3 separate regions of the Mus musculus genome follow, and all the other regions are linked to region 1. The links are chromatin contacts, called in public Hi-C and HiChIP or PLAC-seq maps. All regions are on one chromosome and are shown on one strand. The core of a region is the stretch at or near the end of the contact, and the rest is flanking DNA. Distances in the headings are between cores, read along the strand shown.

What was found. Hi-C and Micro-C count contacts between places; a contact is called where the count stands out from the background. HiChIP or PLAC-seq counts read pairs in DNA pulled down with a chosen protein or histone mark.
Region 2: a Hi-C map of CD8 T cells shows a contact between it and region 1, with 4 times the contacts expected there. The contact joins the enhancer-like site here to the promoter of Fam102a in region 1. A contact is called at or near these places in 2 of 484 Hi-C or Micro-C datasets (CD4 T cells and CD8 T cells) and 1 of 115 datasets of contacts at active chromatin or transcription factors (memory CD8 T cells).
Region 3: an H3K27ac HiChIP or PLAC-seq map of microglia shows a contact between it and region 1, with 5 times the contacts expected there. The contact joins the promoter of Stxbp1 here to the promoter of Fam102a in region 1. A contact is called at or near these places in 4 of 115 datasets of contacts at active chromatin or transcription factors (embryonic stem cells, epiblast stem cells, microglia and 1 more) and 2 of 9 other capture datasets (liver and pancreatic islet).

Annotation. Positions count from the first base shown.
Region 1 is chr2:32,533,595-32,536,972 of GRCm38.p6, reverse strand. Fam102a (family with sequence similarity 102, member A) reads right to left here and starts at 1,614. Exons shown (of 11, transcript NM_153560.4): 1 at 741-1,614. The coding sequence starts at 886.
Region 2 is chr2:32,067,565-32,070,942 of GRCm38.p6, reverse strand. It overlaps Fam78a (family with sequence similarity 78, member A), which reads left to right. Exons shown (of 2, transcript NM_175511.4): 2 at 1,170-3,378. The coding sequence ends at 1,698. Among named protein-coding and RNA genes, the nearest start is that of Fam78a, 14 kb to the left of the region's middle. Within about 2 kb of position 1,757, at least 9 of the 459 cell types and tissues checked have an H3K27ac peak or open chromatin away from gene starts, as enhancers often do. A contact at or near this core is called in CD8 T cells, where this site is marked.
Region 3 is chr2:32,845,393-32,848,770 of GRCm38.p6, reverse strand. Stxbp1 (syntaxin binding protein 1) reads left to right here and starts at 1,539. Exons shown (of 19, transcript NM_009295.2): 1 at 1,539-1,716. The coding sequence starts at 1,680. It overlaps Gm13524 (predicted gene 13524), which reads right to left and starts at 2,835. Exons shown (of 2, transcript NR_166175.1): 1 at 2,336-2,835; 2 at 1-1,014.

The sequences.
Region 1 (3,378 bases), core at 365-2,864:
AAGAGCCTGAACTTGACTTCCTTTCCCCATTAGCTGGACTCTACGGACCTCTGCAGGCAGGTCAGGACTGTGTGACCGCCATGAGCTCAACCTGCAAAAGGTGGACTGGGACCTCATTCAGCAATAAACTGGGAAGCTGGACCTACTAGGACGATGACGGACACAAAATCAAACCCGATGGCTTTTTTCACAGGGGAAGGCAGTCTCCTGGCAAGGACATTTGCATTGCAAAGCAGTCCAGCTTTAGCCAGTGGAGGGCAGTCACTCAAGAGGGGGCTGGGCAACCCAAAATCCAGCCACCTCCCGCAATCAAATCCAGGGAGTGCCTGGAACTGGGCTTTCCCAGCCAAGGGGAGAGAGCCAGAGAGCCCTGGCTGGCCCAATCTCTCAATCGTATGACAGCCACAGGAGCCAGCTTGGTGGCAAGGTGGCCTGAGACACCCTTACTTAATCCCTTAAAGTGAAAATCTCAGTCAGCTCTCTCCATACAAATCTGTAAAACGGGTGACTTGAAGAGTGCACGCAGGGCCCTAAAAGGTTTCTGGCTGGTCACCTGCAGACAAATGCCAGGCGCTCTGCCAGCTCACTCAGACCTAAGTCCTGCTTAGAGCAAATCTTTCCCCAGGCGGGCCCCTTGCCCATCCGTCCCTAGCTGAGTCTTCCACATTTGCCAAGTGGCTAGATCTCACTCATCAGCACTCCCCACCCTCCCCTGCAAACGCGAAAACCTCAATGCCTACCTGGACGACAAGCTGACAAAATCCCCGCCATCCAGCAGCCGGACCTTGCAAAAGAGGACCCCGTTCACGAAGGGGACCGCAGTCAGCTCCTCCAAGGTGAAAGTGGTTTGAAATTTAAATTTCTTCTTCTTCATCAAAAAAGCCATGAGCAAGTTCCCTGAGTCTGAAGCCCGCAGGGCCAAAAAGAAAAAGAAAAGAAAAAAGAAAAAAAGAAGGGGATACTAGAAAACCCCAGGATTCCTTTCCCGACACCACACCCCCCTCCTCAAAAACACCAGAGCTGGATCCAGTCCAGATGGCGGCGGAGGCTGCGGGCAGGAGAGGATCTGAGTTCGGAGCCCCAGGTCCAGTGAGCCGGCTGCTCTCACCCTCGGGGAACCCGGGCTCCACTGACATGTAAACAGCGAGGTGCGGCCCCGGCAGCGGGGGCTGGCGTGGAGGGCGGCTCGCAAGCGAGCAGCAGCATCCCGATCCGCGGGGCCCGGCGGACCGGTGAGACTGACGGAGACGGCCGGGCGAACCGCTGGAGACCCGGGCGGCGGCCCCGCCTCCGCCCCGCTGGCTGCCGTGGGAGGTGCCCAGGCGACGCACACGCCTCCGCACCTGGCGCACCGCGGCCTGCGCAGGTGAGGCCCCGGGAAGCGGAAGCCACCTCGGCGACCGACCCGGCTCTGCAGGGACCGCTTCGGGAGGCTCTGCCGGGCCGGGAACGTGTGCCGGTCCGCCTCCCGCTCAGTCCTGGGACCTACGCCGCTCCTGCCCTGCCCGAGTCTCAGGCGCCTTCCGACCCGGCCGGATGGCTTCTGCCTCGGTTAGCACCGCTGGAGCACAGCGGCGCCGTCGCCCGCACCTCCGGACGCAGCCGGCTGAGCCCGACGCAGCTCGGCGCTGCTCGGAGAATGCCGAAGCCCCGGCGCGACCGCCCGCGGAGCCGCGGCCGAGAGCAGCAGGGGCGGGGCGCGCGAGGCTCACAGCCAACCTGCGATTGGACAGGCCGACTGTACGAACACGAATTTCTATTGGCTGGCGGTGGCGTGGGGCGGGGCTCGCGGAGGCAGGGCCAGTTGAGGGCGCTCGGATTGGAGCGCTCGCGGGGCTGGACCCGCCTCCTTGAGAAGCGCGGTGGGGGGGGGTGCGGAGAGGCGGTGGGAGGTCGCGGGGTGTGGGGGCCGGCACTGGAAAGAACGGGAGGAGAGCGCGAGCCCAAGAAAAGGAGAAACAATGACTAGGGGAAACAATCTGGAAACTAGGGCTAGAACGGCCTGCCCGGATCCCGCCAAGACCTGAGCTCAGTGAGCAATGAAGCAGGCTGAGGAGGTAGCACCCCTGTTCTCAGGAAAACAATCGCAGAGGTGTCTCAAGACCTATGCAGGTCTTGCTCGCCTCTAAAAATGACAAGCATCTGTCCTGGCTTTGCCGCTCTTGAAGATCCATTGGAGCCCGGCAACCTTGTGACTCGGCCTGCCTGGTTCCAGGCTGTTATCTAAGGCTTTTGTTTAAAGTTTCCCGATAGTTATGGCAAAGGACACCTTGGGGACCTCGTACTCTCCAAACTATCGGCATTTTATGATTCTTTTTATCCAGGCCGCCAGTGTTTAGGAACTCTGTCCTGAGTCAGGCAGGCACCCAGTGGAAAGACTGGATCTGAGAGTCTGCTGAAGAACTCAAGTAGGGAGGTCAGAGGAGGCGTGTGCTTTCGGATTGGAACGGAAGTTCAAAGGATTCTGACACAAAGCCGGCCAAGCATCGGGGTACAGGCAGTGGCAGTCACTAGAGGCCTGCTGGCCCGGCAGCATGGTACTCAAAAAGTTTGTGGAGTATCCCTGGATGAATTCTAATTTGAGAGAACAGCAGATCAGGCTAGAATCTGGCCCAGTCTTGTAGACCAGAGCAAAGAAGGAGGCATCTCCTGGTTTTTTGAGCTAGATAGTGACTTGATTGTTCTGGCATCAGATAACTTGGAGGAAAGAAAATGGGGAAATGGGTGAGTGAAAGGCCGTTTTTGATCCGGGCAGGAGATAAGTTAAGGTCTGCTGGACTTCCCTGTGGAAAATTAAAGAGAGTTGGGCTGATTGGCATTTGAGATGTAAATTCTCTGCCGGACATCATGTTTGATACCATGCATGATATCATGTTTGGACATGTGCATGAAGACTTCCTGAGCTTACATTTCAGAAGCATGGGTGGCAATCTCTGCTCCTCATAATTGTCCCATAATGTGGAAAACGCAGTCAGATTGGAGATGAAACGAACCAATCCATCCAGACCTCCCTGATGTAGCTAGGCATCTCCTTTTGAAGGTGAGGAAGTAGAGGCCTGAAGGCTTTGTCTTTTAAAAAATAAATTACGTTTGTTGATATGATTGGGCACATGGCACACAGTGCAGTGAAGGGCAGAGAATAACTTAAGTTCTTCCCTTCTACCACGTGGGTCCTAGGGATTAAATTCAGGTCATCTGACTTGGCAGCAAGCATTTTTACCTACTGAGTCTTCTTGCCAGCTCCGACTGTGTTTAGTTTTTGTCTTTAGCCCAGGCTGGCCTCAAACTGCGTGTGGCTGGGGATGGTCCTTCTGCCTTTACTAAACCTTAGGATTACGGCTTAGGCTTCCACACCAGGCTTGGCCTGAAGGGTTTAAA
Region 2 (3,378 bases), core at 508-3,007, 470 kb after region 1:
TTTCCTTTCAAGGCTCCTTCATTGGGTGGAGAGACAGATGTGGCAGGAGGACGTTCTACTGAGCTGCCCTCCCACCCTAGGCTGTATTCCTAGGCTGTGTGTCCAGTAGATGCCCTCGCCTCTGAGAAGCCACGGCCTCCACCCTAAGATCATAGAACTGTGTGGCTTCATACGGTTATTCCACTGGTGTTCACGAAGGCCCAGCTTTGCCAGTGTTTGTCATTACTGTAGACTCAGTGACAAGTCCCTGTCAAGAGCTGGGCTTCTCGCCGGGTGTGGTGGCGCACGCCTTTGATCCCAGCACTCGGGAGGCAGAGGCAGGCGGATTTCTGAGTTTGAGGCCAGCCTGGTCTACAGAGTGAGTGCTAGGACAGCCAGGGCTATACAGAGAAACCCTGTCGTGAACACCCCCCCCCCAAAAAAAAGAGTTGGGCTTCTCCAAGTCCCAAATGACACCTACTAGTTTAATGACTGGCTCTCATGGAGGGTGCTGGCCTTCAGTGGTGGTCTGGCCTGGGAAGGTACTCAGAGAATAGTCTTTAAAAAAAATATATATATACATAATCATATATGTATATATGATTATATATGTATTGTATGTATATGGGTGTCTTGCCTGTGTGTATATCACAAGGAGAGGGAACAGGATCCCATGGGATTACAGTTATATACATGGTTGTAAACTACCATGTCGGGACTGGGACTTGAACTCAGGACCTCTAAAAGATAGCAGTGCTCTTAACTGCTGAGCCATGTTTCCAGCCCTCCAAAATATTTTAAATGTGTGTGTGTGTGTGTGTATGTACACATGAGTGCGGGTACCACATAGGCCAGAAGAGAGCACCAGGCCTCCTGGGGTTGGAGTTAAGAATTTTTGCTCATGTGGGAATTGAACGTGGGTCCTCTGTAAGAGCAGTAGGTGAACTACTGAGTCGTCTTTTCAGCCCAACATTCGGGTTATTGAAGCGGGCTGTGACTGGGCTCATCTTACCTGGTATTGAATAATGTCCTGTTTATTGTCTGCTCCATCCCACGTCAGCCCCATGAGCAAAGGGGGTTGAGTCCCTCCTGTCTCCAGGGTCCCAGGACAGTACCTGATACATCCTAAGAACGCAGAAAAGCCTTACTGGTTGGTGACTGAGCCTCTCCTGACCTTCTTTGCTCCCTAGGTCTAGCTGGGAGCTCCCCGACCTCCAGGAAGGAAAGATCGAGGCCATCAGTGACTCTGATGGGGTGAACTATCCCTGGTACGGCAATACCACGGAGACCTGCACGATTGTGGGGCCCACCAAGAGGGACTCCAAGTTCATCATCAGCATGAACGATAACTTCTACCCCAGCGTCACGTGGGCCGTGCCCGTCAGTGAGAGCAACGTGGCCAAACTGACCAACATCTACCGGGACCAGAGCTTCACCACGTGGCTGGTGGCCACCAACACCTCCACCAATGATATGATCATCCTGCAGACCCTGCACTGGCGCATGCAGCTGAGCATCGAGGTGAATCCCAACCGGCCCCTGGGCCAGCGCGCCAGGCTGCGGGAGCCCATTGCCCAGGACCAGCCTAAAATCCTTAGCAAGAATGAGCCCATCCCGCCCAGTGCCCTGGTCAAGCCCAACGCCAACGATGCACAGGTCCTCATGTGGAGACCCAAGTACGGGCAGCCACTGGTGGTGATCCCGCCCAAGCACCGGTAACAGCCAGGCTGCTGCGAGGTGAGACTCAACGTAGTAACAATATTACTGCTCAGAAGGAAACCCAGATGCCCTGTCGGTCATTCAGAAAAATACAACCATTCTACCTTCTCCCGGGGCGGATCTCACTGTGCTAAAACCGGCCGGCCTCCTGGCTCCTCCACGTGCTTCCCTGCAGGGAGGGGGGAGCCAGGGACAACAGGCGCCCACCCACCCCACCCCCAGGGCTCCTCTCCTCCTATCACAACCTCAGTGTTCATTGACTCTCCGAAACACCGCTTTTTTTAATTTTCCCCTCCTCTTTGTGGATGCAGGGGCAGGGGAGGAGGCTGGTTGTCAGGGGACCCAGCCTGCTCTTCCTGCCTCCCCTCTGCCTCCCCTCTGCCATGCGGCCTTATGTAGACTTGCTTTGCCAAACTTTTGCCTTAAGCTGAATTTAAAGGAGAGAAAGAACTGGAAAGGCCACGGATCTCTGCCCTACAGGACTTGCCCTCTTCAGTCAGAGCTGGGAAGAGGGGAGGCTCACCTGAACCCTGCTCCTCCTCCTGGGCGTCTGCGTGAGGGGGCAAGAGAGCGATCTCAGGTCTAAAACCAGCTGTTTTATCCTGTTGTTTGTGCAGAATCAAAACCACAGACTCTTCCTAGAGCTTCTATTCCACCCCAGTAGAACCCCTCCCCAGTACCTGCCGGGGGTGGGGGTACGAGCTGAGCAGGGCATAGATCCTTGACCCCACCCCTCTCCTCAGTAGCCTTAAGTTGCCTGATGGAGGTATTCTGGGAGAAGAGTCCCCAAAGTGTTGGGTTGGAGCTAGGTAACGTTTTCACCTTTGCTATCTCTAGAACCCACCCCTAGGAATGTGGCTTTTTCTCTTCCATTATCTTGGTCCCAAATGCCTGGCAGGGTTGGGGTTGGGGCATTGCCACTGAGTCTGGACAGTCCCAGCTGTCTTAAGGTAAAGATGGCATGCCCTTTCCTCCTGGCCAGCACTATCACACTTGAATCTGGGGTTCCAGCACCCAGGGATGCCCATACGCTAGCACACTGTAAAGAAGCCATATCAGAGCTTCTGGTTCATTCTCAGGGGAAGCGGCTCCCGGACTCTCTGGGGTGGGCTGCATATAGGAGCTAAGCACCAGCTGGAGGGTGCTTAGGTCCCTCCCCTCCCCATCATAGGTGCTCCTGGGGAGGTGGAGGTCTGGGGAGCAAGCAGTCAGCTGACTCACCTGGGAGGTGTCAGGCCATTGTGAAACTGGCTTGACACATGGTAGGCAGTCTTGGGGTCTCCCTTCTGGAGCCCTAGAACTTGTCCTTGAGTGATGCCATGGTTTCTAGAAATGTCTGCTTTGAGCTGCTTGAGGGACACTCCGTTAAGCGTACTAACAGCTGCATCACTGGATTCGAACCAGTAATAAGCACAGAAAACTGTTATCACAAGAAAAAGAATGTTTTTGCTGCTGCTGAGCCATTTGTAGGGGAGCCTCGGAGACAGCATGGGAGGTACAGCTAGATCCCAGCTCTATTTCTACACTTGAGACGCTTGTCCTTCCAGGGTACTTAATGTCTGGTCATTCTCAGCCACTAGGGCTGGGGGCTGCAGTCACCTGGAGCACACCGAACAGATCATGCCCATGGCACAGTTGGCTGGAGAGCCACTTGTCAGGGCTGGACCTCCCTGGAGCCTT
Region 3 (3,378 bases), core at 290-2,789, 310 kb before region 1:
TTGTTTTGTTTTTTTAAACTGGGTATATGTAGCTCTGGCTTGCCTGAAACTCACTATGTAGACCAGGCTGGCCAAGAACTCACAGAGTTTGTCCTGCCTCTACCTCCCAAGTGCTGGGATTAAAGGTCTGTGCTGCTATGCCCTCCTTTGTGGTTCTTTCTTGTTTGTTTGTAAAGATAGCGATTTTCTGTGTAGCCCTGGCTGTCCCTCAACTTGTTCTATAGACCAGGCTTTTCTGAAACTTGCTCTGTAGACCAGACTGGTCTCAAACTCAGGGACCCCCTAGCTTTCTGTCTCCTGAGTGCTAGGACTAAAGGTATGTGTTACCACACCTGGCTCCTTTGTGATTTTTCCTTTTAAAAATGTTTTTAAAAAAGATTTATTCATGCATGTATTTTATGTATGTGGGTATTCTGTTGGCATGTATGCACATCAGAAGAGGGCATTTGGTCCTACTAGATACAGTCACAGACAATTGTGAGCTGTCATGTGAATGCTAAGACTTTAACTGAGGACCTCTGGAAGAACAGCCAGTGCTCTTAACCACTGAGCCATCTCTCCAGCCCCATCCTTTGTGATTTTTAAGTTAGTTGGACTTGTTCATTTTTTCTTTGCACTTTATTTTATTTTCCACCATCAGGGATCAAAGTGGAGACCTTGCATATAACAAGCAAGTGCTCCACCTCTGAGGTACGTCTCCTACTCTTGTTCTGTATTTCCAAAGCAACCTTCTTCATTAGCAAAGATGGAACCTCGAAAACCAGTATGTGACCATGTAGACAGGAGGAAGGAGATGCTGAGTCCAGAGTTGATTCTGTAGTATTTCCTAATTAGATTTGGACTTTGGAAACTACTGGATTTGTTCCATGTCTTGTGCACGAGTGCAGCTCCAGTATACAGAATATCCATAGTAATTCATATACATAGCTTATACATAGTTATGGGAGAATAATATTCATTAGTGACTGATAGATAAATGGTACAACAGCAAGCGCCTCGGGTGTGTTTTTGTACCTGAAAATGAAGATTAGAAATGATGTTCGGTTATTGCGCGAATTTAGTAAAATGATACCTGAAAGGTGTGTAACACAGAGCTTAGCTCTCCATCAATGGTAAACAGACCACAGAGACACAGGGATAGTGTCAGTGTACTGTAAGCCTATGTTGTGGCTGGGAATGGGACTACAGTTAATAAGAATCTGCTCTCAGAGTTCGGTTTTTTGGCAGGAGAAAATGGAAGGCTCCCAAAAAAGCAGGAAGAGCATCACAGCCTGGCTTTAGGGAGATTCCCATGACCTGGGCAGCCCGTGCAGGGCTGGCGAGGGGATTTTAGGACCCTGAGGCCCTGGCGCGAGCGTGAGGCGCAGGGGAGGGCGCTCCCGGAGCCTGCATCCCGGAGGGCGGGGTCTCGCGCCCGGGCCGCGCTTCTATTGGCGGCAGCGCGCGGGTGACGATGACGGCTGGCGCGAGGCCCCGCCCCGCAGCCCCGCCCCTCCCGCGCGCGCTGGCCGCTACACAGCCTCGCTTTGGCCCGAGTCGCGCCCCCGCGCGGAGTCCGCGCGTCAGTCGGTCCCGAGCGCGACTGCGGGGCGGCGGGCTGCAGACAGCGGGGCGCGCGGCCCGGGGGAGGCGACGGTGTCGCGGGAGGAGCATCGGAGCCCGAAGACTCGAAGAACGCCATGGCCCCCATTGGCCTCAAGGCGGTGGTCGGAGAGAGTAAGTGGCGTCCGGGTGCTGCCCCGGGGCCGGCGAAACCCGTTATTCAGGCGCCGCCCTCCCGGGAGGGATGCCCCTCTGGCTTCCTGCGGCCAGCAGGCTTCCCTGACTCACGCTTCACCCAGATCCCCTCTTCACCTCGGTCCTCCTCACCCCAGACGCCTCCTCAGTCTCTATTCCTCCACCTCTCTTCATCCCATCCCTCCTCCTCATACCTCGCCTTCATAAACATCTCGTTTTCCTTTTTACCTTCATCCATTCACTTCCATCACGCCATCTCTCCCTTCATCCCATCCCTCTCCTCTCTCTCTCTCTCCCTGTTCACCTCCCCCACCCGCGCCTTTATCCCCTCCAGCCCACCACCCTCCTCTGCAGCATCACCCTTCTGCACCCCAACTCTTCTCCAGACGTATTCCTTTCCTACCGTCTCCTTTCCTTGCCTTCTGCATATCCAGAGCTCTCAATTCCGCTCCCCCCCCCCTTTCTTTCTGTCTCCAATCCCTCCCTCTTTCCCACCCTCCCTCGTGAATCGTGACGAACGAAGCCTGGCCTGCGTCCTCCTCCCTCCCTGCCTCCCTCTCCCGGGAGCAGGGCGCTGTCCCCGGCTGCAGAGACCCACCTGGGAGCGGCTGGGCGCGCGCCGCCAGGGCCACTCCTGCCAGCTGGGCAGGGGACACGGGGTTTTCCTGTGGCACTGCTTCCGCAAGGCTCTCTCCGCCTCCCCTTCCCCGGGCTGGACTTAAAGGGAGGGGTCTTAGCTGGTCCGAACCCTTAGAAATCCCAAGGGAAAGGGGAGCAGTTTCGGAGTGTCGCGGGAGGAGTGGCCCCAGCCAGCGCCGCAGTCTGCAGTCTCGCTGCTTGTGGGACTCAGACCTGGGCGTCGCTGCGGGGAAGATGTGACTGTTTATAGGTTTGCATGAAAGGCACAGCAGACATGTTTAAATTTATTTATTTATTTTTTTTTAATAATGGATGGGGAGCGTCGAAGTGAGGGCGGGCTGTCGGTATTCTCAAAGATGGGTGACCTAGGTAGAAAAATAGTGCCTCTTAAGTATTTTGGCACGTCTTTACAATGAAACCGCGTGAACACTGCTGTGACTTTGGCTATCTTTTTAGAGTGAGAGAGAAAATGAAAGTGCCTTTTCCCTGTAGGAGAGGTGGAAATTTACAGTTTCCCTTTTCAGTGATCCTGTTCTATGGCAGCTTCCTCCCCGCCCCCCACCCCCCATCAAATGCAGCATAACTGTTGAGCGTACTAACTGCCTAACCCTTATCTTTTGACTGGTATGAGTAGGGGGGGGGGATACTCTTCCCTGATATAGTACATCAGGAGAAATTATTATAAAAACAAAACCAAAAGTCGACCTTTTTAAATGCTTATGCTAGCACCCGTGCTGTAAAGGCTACTTGAATTGTTTTCTGAGGAGAATTGGTGGTTAAGGCTGCAAGTATCCCTAGGGATTTTCTGTCGTCAACATCTTCATTTTCACCTATGGGAAAACAATTGAGGCTTGGAGCAGTTAAATGACTTGCTGAAATCACTGTTAATTAATTTTTTTTAATCTAGTGTCCGTTTCCTTGTAGTTTAAGTAAAAATAACATCCTTGCATTCTACATACATAAAGTTTTCTTTATACCCCCCTTTTCAAGGGCTAGAGGTAT